2 separate regions of the Gossypium hirsutum genome follow, and region 1 is linked to region 2. A link is a contact called in public Hi-C data. All regions are on one chromosome and are shown on one strand. The core of a region is the stretch at or near the end of the contact, and the rest is flanking DNA. Distances in the headings are between cores, read along the strand shown. Region 1 holds the start of LOC107899984. Region 2 holds the start of LOC107899426 (formamidase).

Region 1 (5,018 bases), core at 1,598-4,097, 680 kb after region 2:
TGTCGAGTCTAAAAGTAATAGAGCCTAGCTCATCGTGGCTTGACATCACGTGCTAAAGGACGAATGCTGAACAAAACTCGAGGATAAGCTCTGAGTAGGTGGGCTCAACGATAGAGAAAAATCAGTCCCATGGAGCTATAGCTATCAGTGCGCGGACTCTATCAGCTAACAGAATCTACTCCAAGGTCACCCAATTAATACAATGGCCTAATCCTAGTGGCCACTATCGAAGATGCTAATATAGGTCCTCCTGAGGACCCTGTGAAAATCGTAAACATAGATGGCATGCATCGACGGAAGCCCCCGAAGACGAGGTCGTACCCGGAGTCTTCCACTTTTTTGAAGTAGGGATGACGACCTTAGATTTGCCGCGTGTGTTCGTTATGGTGTGCCTAAAAAAAGTAAAATAGTCTAATATCAAAAAAGTAATAAAATAAGTATCGCCAATTAAACAAACAGAGAGATTGATGAATCAATGTGCAAATTAAAATACGTTACTAACAATCCTCTCATGACGAATATCAAAATCCAAGCTACCTAAATAGAAAATCTACTCCTAAAATAATATGTACTAATACTTAACCATGCAAAAACTAGTTACTAAATTTCTTGAGTAGGCATACCAACACACGAAGAATAACACAAGCACAGAATGAAAATAAATCAAGAGAAACTAAAGCTAAAACTAATAATAATAATAATAATAATAATAATAATAATAACAGTAAAAGAAATAAGACTAAACATAATAACAGAAAAAACTAAAGAAAATAAATAATAATAAAAATAATAAAATTAAAAATTAAAAAATTGATTAAACAAATCTTACTAGAACTAAAACTAAAAATAAGAACAATAAAAATGATAATGAAAATAACACAAAAAATGTAGGAATAGTAAAACAAATAAATATAATAACAATAAATAATAATAATAATAATAAAAGGAAAAAGAATAGACAGTGAGGAACCGATGGGTGATGGTGGCAAACGGCAGTGGTGGTCGATGGGGTAGTGCGCTGTTGTGGTCGAAGGTGGGCCGACGAGAGGGTGTTTGTGCGGTGGTTAGGGACGGTGACGACTGAGTTTTGAGTTGGTGGAGTGATGAGGAGGGACGGGGGAAAGGGGAGATCGTGCATGGAAGAAAAGGAAAAGGGGGAAGGCAAGTGGTGGATAGTGGAGAGGGAAGGGTGCGATGGGAGGGAGGGGAGGGGGGTTTTGGTTAGGGGTGGTTGGGGAAGGGAAAAAGGAAAATGAAGGGAAAGGGGAAAGGGGGGAATCGTGAAGGAGAAGGAAGGAGAAAGGAGCGGTTAGGATGAGAAGGGAAGGGCTTGGGCGACGGTGGGAGGTGTGAATGGGAGTGAGAGAAAAAGGGGGCAAGGACGACTGTGGCCATAATGGGGGGTCAAATGGGGTAAAGGTAGTGTGGTCGTTAAGGGAAAGAAGTGAAGAAGGAAGAAGACAAAATAAAAAGAAAATGAAAAATTAGGGTTTTAAAGGGACACGATCATGTTTAGGCCCCTATTGGGCTACACAGTTGTGTCACATGCTCATGTGCCACTCCCTCAGGTCGTGTGTGATTTAAAACTCAAAGCCTAGTGGTCACACAGCCTCAAACATGGCCGTGTGTCACACACAACCGCGTGTCAGGCCGTGTGTGATTTTCTTTTGCTTCTCTCATGCCCGTGTGCGAGGCCGTGTAGGGCACACAATCTCACACACGCCTGTGTGACAGGTCGTGTCTCGCACATGGCCATGTCTATGACCTGTGTAACTATCTGGCTTGCAATTAAATTTGAAAAATTAACTCCAGTGTTCACACGCCCGTATCGCCAGGCCCGTGTGGATCATCTTAAGTCGTGTAACCATCAAAATTGGATTCAAATCCTAACTCTGTATTTGACTCTATATAAGCCCAAGACATGTAGTTAGGGGCCTTAAGTATCTATTGTACATGATTATGATTATGAATTGAAAATGTTTTGATATTTTCATAATTGTATTTTTTTCATATTTTTAATTGTTTATATATTTTCATAATTGTATAATTGTATAATTGAAAATGTTCTTATATTGACATTATTTTCATCGTTTATAATTCTATTGTATGTCTTTTTTTTCATATTTTTAATTATTTAATAACTCACATTAATTGTTTATATATTTTCGAGTATCTTAACTATTATATTATCGTGAAATATAAGAACATTCTTTTTAGAGAATAATGTTTATGAGCCTTTATTGGTAGGTGTACGTGAAACTTATGCCCTTATTGTTCATGTTAGTAATTTTATACCTATGATAATTTTATCTAGTTTTCAGGAATACTAGGTGAACAGCACTAAATTCTATCATGATTATGTTCGAAGAGTGAACTAAGTTGGGTCGGGTTTACCTAAGATTAAAAAAATCAAACTTAAGCATGGCCAAAAATTAGTTGAGCAACATTTCTAAATTAAAATATATCTCGATTGTAATTAGAATAGATTTGAACATGATTCATACGTGATGAAAATTAAAACATAATAAAATTTGAAGTAAAAATTTACCCATAATAAAATTCCAAATTTCCAAAACATATACCTTACCATTAAGTCAAAGTATTATTAATAAAAATATTTTTTTTAACTCCAAAATAAAATTAAAAATAACTCTCTTTTTTTTGTATTTTTTTTACTTAACTGTCTAAAAATTACATCAAATAAATTTTCTTAAATTCCTTATATTTAATAGCTTGTTTCTTATTAGATATTGTATTGATTAATAAATCCCTTTTTTCTTTTAGTTAAAATATTTTTCGTCAAAATTGGATTTATTGAAAATAGTTGGAGCTTTGACCTTTGTTGATAGATATTTTCTTTTTCCTCCCGGAAACTGCATTATATTCGGAAGGCTTAATTCTAAATTACGCAAAAACTGAGACGCTGATTGGACAATCCAACATTCGACCCAAAGCTCACCAGCTTAGCACTTAGCATAGTTTACACCCGTTTTCAAAACGCACATGTTTCTTTGACCATGATCACTTCAATAGAAGCTTTCAAAGCTTATTGCCCTAATCTCTTTGCTCTCTACTTTCACAAGCTTCTGATTGATTAATAATGCTTTTCTTTTTTGCTGCAAATTCAGTTCAACTTCTTTGAATTTAGTTATATAGTTCCTTAATTCAGGTGGGTTTTGCTTTGTTTCTATTTTACATTTTCTTTTTCCGTTGCTTACCATTACTGCTTTACTGTTTCTTTGTTTGAGACTGGTAGTTTCAAATTTTGTAGATTTATCTTTCTGGGTTTCTCTTTGATTTGTGGTTTTTGAATGATTTATTAGTTAAATGAAGTTACTTATTCTTAATGCAGTTTTTCATATGGGTTTTGTTTGTTTTGTTTGAATTTTAGTATTTTTTGGTCCCGTCTTGCTATCTTAGAGAATGGCATGGGGTTTTGGTGGTGACTTTGATTGATAATTAAGTAGGATTTTCATTTGGAAGTTGATTTTTTTTTTTGGCTGAAATTTTAGATTTTGGATGACAGTGATGAACTTGGAAACTGAAATGCCGGGTCGACGGCATTTTTCTCTAGTAGATACTTTAGAGCTGAAATCTCAGATTGAACGGAAGATTGGGCCTATAAAAACTGAGAAGTACTTTAATCTGCTCACTAGATTTTTGAGTCTTAAGATTGGGAAACCCGAGTTTGATAGGCTCTGCATTGGTATAATTGGGAGAGAAAATGTTCGTCTTCATAATCATCTCCTCAGATCGATTATTAGAAATGCTTCTCTTTCGAAGAATCATCCATCAACAGGGAACAAATTGGAAAGTGCTTTAAGTGTTAAAGCGGCGAATGGGTATCAAAGAAGTAATCTTAAGTCAATGTGCAAAGACTTTCCTCAATCCCCTCGTAAGGGAAGGACTACAAATCTCCGTGATCACAACCATCCAAGTCCTTTAGGGCCTCATGGGAAGAGCCGTGGTACTGTTTGTGAAGATGCAGTTCCAAGAGTTCAAGAACAGCAAAGTGCTACCGAGTTGCTTTCTTTGGGTAGCAGACCACCTATGTCCTTGGAAGAAGGAGAGGAAGTTGATCAAGTTGCAGGAAGCCCAAGCATTCGCAGTAGGAGTCCTGTTAGAGCTCCGCTTGGCATATCTTTGGATGCTAAAGGAATGCGAAAAGTGGCATGGAACGGATTAGCATCCACTTCTGAGACATGTCATTGCAAAGGTGAACTACCTGACACCGGTTCTTTGAGAAAAAGGTTGGAAAAGAAGTTAGAGATGGAGGGATTAAACATGTCAGTAGATTGTCCCAATTTGTTGAACAGTAGCCTTGATGTTTTCATGAAGAGATTGATAAAACCCTGTTTGGAATTGGCTGGTTCAAGGTCCAGACAGAAACTTATTGACCAAGGTCACAATTGGTCCACAGTCTCTTTGAACGGGATTTGGCCTTTGAGATATGCTCAAAAACAGAATGGGTCCATTTCTGTATCAATGTTAGACTTTCGAGTTGCAATGGAAATAAACTCCCCTCTCCTTGGGGTGGATTGGCCAACAAAACTTGAGAAGGTGTGCCTGCATGCTTCAGAAGAGTGAGCCGGAACTCACTATCCATTGGTTCGAGTTGAACCAGGTTCCGGTGCTAGAGCAATTTTGAGTTATTTCAGTTACGAAGTATGCTCTAACATTGATCTTGATTATTCCATTTTTTAGAACGGATGAAGTAAATAAGTATAAAGGCCAAAGGGGGTTTTGGATCAAGCCAATTAGGTTGTATACAGGTCATGGCTCTGATTTATCCTCGAGGTTTGACAGCTTAACATGGAGAAATCCAATTATATTGACACTTTGTAAGAATCTACCCGTTAGAAATAGGTTAGCAATTATCTCCACCTGTTACCTATAGTTGCTGTAGTTAACTGAAGACATATTTTCGTAATAATAAAGCATATATTTTAGCTTTCAGCTTGATCTTGTTGAATTTGTCATATGACCTTTCATTATCTACTATTTCCTTCCCTCTGATG
Region 2 (5,299 bases), core at 567-3,066:
ATGATATTATCACTCTCTGGTTGAAAATTGCATCTAAGTAAGCATATCATGGCCTACTAATTGCAGTTGAATCTCAAACACGAAGGCAGCCTGCAAGACATTAAGCTACTGATCAAGCAAACTGATGCAAACTACCTTCCCCAAATGGCAGCCTTTGGTTGAAGGAAGGTTTGCCAATGGTCGTGAATGCAAAACTTCACATAGTTTTAGGGACTTGTGGCCATTTTCTTCTACTTCTCTTTCTCTTTCATTCCATATATTCAGAAGTTCCATTGATGGTGCCGTTCCAATTATTCCCGGATGAGTCAACCCCGGAAATCTCACCCCTGCAGTTCATATGAACCTTTTTAAATGACAATAGAAACAAAGGGAAGCATTTTGACAGCTTATAACTAGTGGGAATTAATGGAAATTGCACCCGGTATATGAGGAGAGTAGGCATAGATTCCTTCAAAATACCAAATAGCTTTTGTTGCACATGGAAAATGGTCCGTCAAAAACCCTCCTCCATTTTCTCTGTCAAAAGTTGCTGTATAACCCCATTCATCACCCGGTAAAGGACCCAGGTTACATATTTCCACTGCAAGAAGATCACCTGGCATGGCAGGTGTCTCATTCTTGTCTACAACTCTTATAGGCCCACTCAGATAATGAACCTGTATCATTTGCATAATATTTTTATATCATAACCAGTAGGTTCAATTCAAAGATTATTTATCTGACATAAGATGTTATATTTAGCTTATTTCTTTTTTCCCTGACTCAGATAATGGAGTTTGTTTACTTACAGTGGAGAGGTCTATGAATTTTACATCAGCTGCAGAATCATCATCTTTTATGACACTTCCAGTCCAGTCTACCATTTCTACTCTAAAGACCTCACTGACCTTAACATGGGCAACCGGAGGGATTTCAGGGTGCCAACGATTGTGAAGAGGTAGAGCTTGTTCCCATGGCTTCTTCTTCAAATCTACTGACACCACTAGCCTTGGAGTTGGAGGAGCCATGGATTAAGCTTTGGGGAAAACAGGGAGATTGTTGAGATATTTGTTTCAGTCTTGCCAAATGTCACCCACTGAAGCAAGTATTGACTCTTGAGTCTTGACCAATACTCTACTTGCTGACAAATGGGGTTCGACCATTTTTCCAATGGTCCCATTTTGGTTTTACTAGACTGAAATACCAAGGTTCACTAACTAGACAACAGGGTTTGATTAAAATTGCCAATAAGAAACATTGGAACTTATTGTTTACTTGAAAAATGGTTAAGAAAAATTATAGGAACAGCTTTATGTTGCAGTAGAAGTTGAAAGAAAGGAAAGTGGGGAGGCAAAAGATGGAGGTAGAAACTCACAATAGATTGATCAGCATGCTTGACATCTTCGGCAGAGTAGTCACTTGTTATTCCACCTCCACTGAAATCCACCATTTCAACTCTGAAAACCTCTCCATCTTTAACCTCTGCAACAACTGGTATGTCGGGGTGCCACCGGTTGTGGAGGGGATGTTTTTGTTCCCATGGCTTTTTCTTCAGGTCTATAGGCACCACTACCTTTGCAACATAGTGAGCCATGGCTCAAGTCTTGAATTACAAATAATAGGTCCCGAAACCCTTCATTTTGGATAGCTATGGGTTGGGAGTTGGGATTTTTTTGCTTTGATGGATGGACCACTTGGAACTGACTTCACAACTTACCTTGGATTTTCTTCTAGGACAGAGTAACAGTTATTAGATGGCTATTTGGTAGAATCACGGAAGTGAATGCAAGTGGTATCTGACTCAGATTTGCGTCAATACATGGTATATTTGACATAACCATCCAATCCTTTACCAAAAACATTATGGTTGATTATATTTCTTAAATGAACCAACCCAACGCTTGGATTGTTTTTTCACCTTTTATTCTTTTTAAGTTAAAATTGTTAAAAATAAATAAAATAACAACCCCACTTTGACTCTCTTGCTCTCAATTCTTTTAACTTAATAGATAAAATATTCTCAAACTAAAAATATAATTCATCTGCACAAACCCAGAATGCAAAATAATTTATAAGAATCCGCTCAAATTAAATTTGCATAGAATATGTACAAAATTTGTATTAATACAATAACTCCTTCAAACTTGAACCTTAAAATCTTAAAATCTCATTTGTGAAACTTTATACACAATTTGAAACCAAGTCCCAATTCTAGATGAAATTTCCTAAATCCTAAACTTAAAAACACTAAAAATCTTTCAAGTCTTTATTTCAAAATCAAAGTAAAATCTCTACATAGCCAAGAATAGAGTCATAAAATGGAGCTGAAATCGGGGCAATAGTTGTGCTTTTAAGTGCTCAGCAATGAATATGGAAGATTTGAGGCGATGAAGACAGCAGTTTAAAAGAATGGGCTGCTCTCTAGATTCCGAACAAGGACCGGTTTGAAATGGGCCTAGTGCGAGGCTCCTTACCCGTTTTGACTTTCATAGATGGGTTTTCCATGGAAGACGAGCCATTTTTGAGTTATAAAGATGTTTGGTTATAGGAAACTACTTTTGTTTCTTTCGTCATTTTGGGTTTGATTGAAGGCACTTTTGAGTTATAAAAATGTTGAGTTATGAAAATTAAAGACGCAGCTAGGAAGTTAAAAAGAAAAAAAGAAAAGACTTATCCTGAAAGAGAGAAGAAAAAGATAAAGATAGAATAGGGAAATAAAAGGGGTGAATTACCTAAAAATACTGAAATTTTAGAAATATGATTAGATTAGGCTGGTTTTTTTTTTGTTGAAATTTTCTAGATTAAGTCGATTTTGGAGAGAGAAAAGAAAAACACGTCTAGTTGAACGCGTTTTCAACGGATTTGGCAGGAAAACGCTTCCAGCTGGATGTGCTTTCCTGCTCGGTCTGTAAAGCGTATCCAGCTGGACATGTTTTCCTTTTCTCTTCACGGTTCATTTAAGGGTTTTTTTTTTTAAAAATTAGGGTTAAGGTTTAGAGCTTTTTAACGGTTTTTGTTTAGGATTTGTAAGGATTTTTAGAGTTTAGGATTTAGGTCTTAAAAATATTATTTTAGGGTTTTTTTTACTTTTTAACATTTTTATATATTTTTTAGAAATTTTTTATAATATTTATATTTAATGGGAAATATAAATTTTAGAATTGTTATAAATATTTGAGTTTTAAAAATAATATTATTTTGAATTTTTTGTCACTATTTTGAGACCAATTTGGTAATTTTCAAAATTGACAAGTATCGAAAGGATATTTACACCAATCTGTTATTTGGATTATTTGAATTGTAAAATTTAACTCGATTCAAAATTGTGAAAAATAAAATAAAAAATAAAATAAAGAACACACAAATTTTACGTGGAAACCTTTTCAGGAAAAAACCACGGGCAGAGGAGAAGAAAATTCACTATGTCAAAAATTTTGAACCAATACAAGAGGAATAGACTATGTCTATTTATAGGCTTGTAAAGCCATATTCTAATAGGATTGAAACACCTTATCCTAATCAATATAAAATAGATGAAGTTTAATAAGGTTTAAAAAACCTTATTCTAAAATAAAATAAAAGAAGTCTAGTTCTATATGGATTTTACTTTTATTTTTTTTTCATCGTATTTTATTTAAATAAGAATTCGGGTCACTTAATTCTAACAATCTCCACCATGACACAAATTCTCAATGAACAAGTTCTTCATCGCGAACTTTTAATGAACAAGTTCTCCACCTCTTCCATAAAACCCCTTAAGGGTTTAACTTCAACAATGAACACCAACCAAGTCTAAGCAATGCTCAAACCTGGTTATAGGAAGTGACTTAGTCATCATATCTGCAGGATTTTCATGAGTACTAATTTTTCTCACAACAATATCACCACGAGCAATAATATCACGAACAAAATGATACCGAACATCAATATGTTTTGTTCTCTCATGAAACATTTGATCTTTTGTAAGGAATATGGCACTCTGACTGTCACAAAATACTGTACTAATTTGAAGGTCTTCATTGAGTTCACTAAGTAGTCCCTTCAACCAAATAGCTTCTTTACAAGCCTCAGCAATCGCCATGTACTCAGCTTCAGTGGTAGACAAAGCGACTGTAGTTTGCAAAGTGGCTTTCCAACTAATTGCATAACCTCCGATTGTAAAGACATAACCTGTGAGAGATCTTCTTCTATCAAGGTCTCCAGCAAAATCAGCATCAACATACCCTATGACTCCATCTTTAGTTCTTCCAAACTGTAAGCAAACATCAGTAGTGCCTTGTAAGTATCTTAAAATCCACTAAACTGCTTTCCAATGTTCTTTACCGGGATTTGCCATGTATTTGCTAACTGCACTGACTGCATATAATAAATCTGGACGTGAACAAACCATAGCATACATGAAAGATCCCACTGCACTAGAGTATGGAACGTGTGACATGTACTCAATCTCATCATCTGATTGTGGAGACAAAGCCGATAAAAGTCTGAAATGGGCTTCTAAAGGAGTACTAACAGGCTTAGCACTTTGCATATTGAACCTGTAAAGAACTTTCTCAATATACCCCTTCTGACTTAGGTACAATTTACTTGCTTTTCTATCTCTGAGAATCTCCATACCAAGTATCTTCTTTGCTGGTCCTAAATCTTTCATCTCAAATTCTTCACTTAGTTGGGCTTTGACCTTTCTTATCTCTCATTTATCTTTTGCTGCTATCAACATGTCATCAACATAAAGAAGTAGATACACAAAAGAATCATCACTATTTTTCTTAAAGTAAACACAACTGTCGAAACTACTTCTTTTGAAATCATGAGAAGTCATAAAGGAATCAAACCTCTTGTACCACTGTCTTGGTGACTGTTTCAAACCGTAAAGGGACTTTCTCAGCAAGCAAACATAGTCCTCTTTTTCTGAGACTAAAAAACTCTCTGGTTGTTGCATGTAAATATCCTCCTCAAGTTCTCCATGCAGAAATGCAATTTTTACAACTAACTGCTCAAGCTCCAAATCATGCATGGCCACAATACCAAGCAAAGCTCGAATCGAACTATGCTTAACAACTGGAGAGAACACATCTGTGAAGTCCACTCCTAGAATTTGACTGTAACCCTTTGCAACAAGCCTTGCTTTATATCTGGGTTCTTCAACTCCTGGAGTCCCTTCTTTCTTTTTAAACACCCATTTACAACGAATAGTCTTTTTACCTTTAAGAAGTTTCACAAGGTCCCATGTTCTGTTTTTGTGGAGTGATTTCATCTCTTCTTGCATAGCAAACATCCACTTTTCTGAGTCTTCATAGCTAACCGCATCAGAATAATT

The links. A called contact is a pair of places that touch in the nucleus more often than the background predicts.
Region 1: a contact with region 2 is called in a Hi-C map of leaf, with 2.3 times the contacts expected there. The contact joins the promoter of LOC107899984 here to the promoter of LOC107899426 in region 2. A contact is called at or near these places in 6 of 34 Hi-C or Micro-C datasets (hypocotyl and leaf).

What each region holds. Positions count from the first base shown.
Region 1 is chrA11:64,296,149-64,301,166 of Gossypium_hirsutum_v2.1, forward strand. It overlaps LOC107899984, which reads left to right and starts at 2,848. Exons shown (of 2, transcript XM_016825719.2): 1 at 2,848-3,169; 2 at 3,513-4,956. The coding sequence starts at 3,520. The coding sequence ends at 4,587.
Region 2 is chrA11:63,617,179-63,622,477 of Gossypium_hirsutum_v2.1, forward strand. LOC107899426 (formamidase) reads right to left here and starts at 1,817. Exons shown (of 7, transcript XM_016825138.2): 1 at 1,355-1,817; 2 at 419-656; 3 at 136-326. The coding sequence starts at 1,573.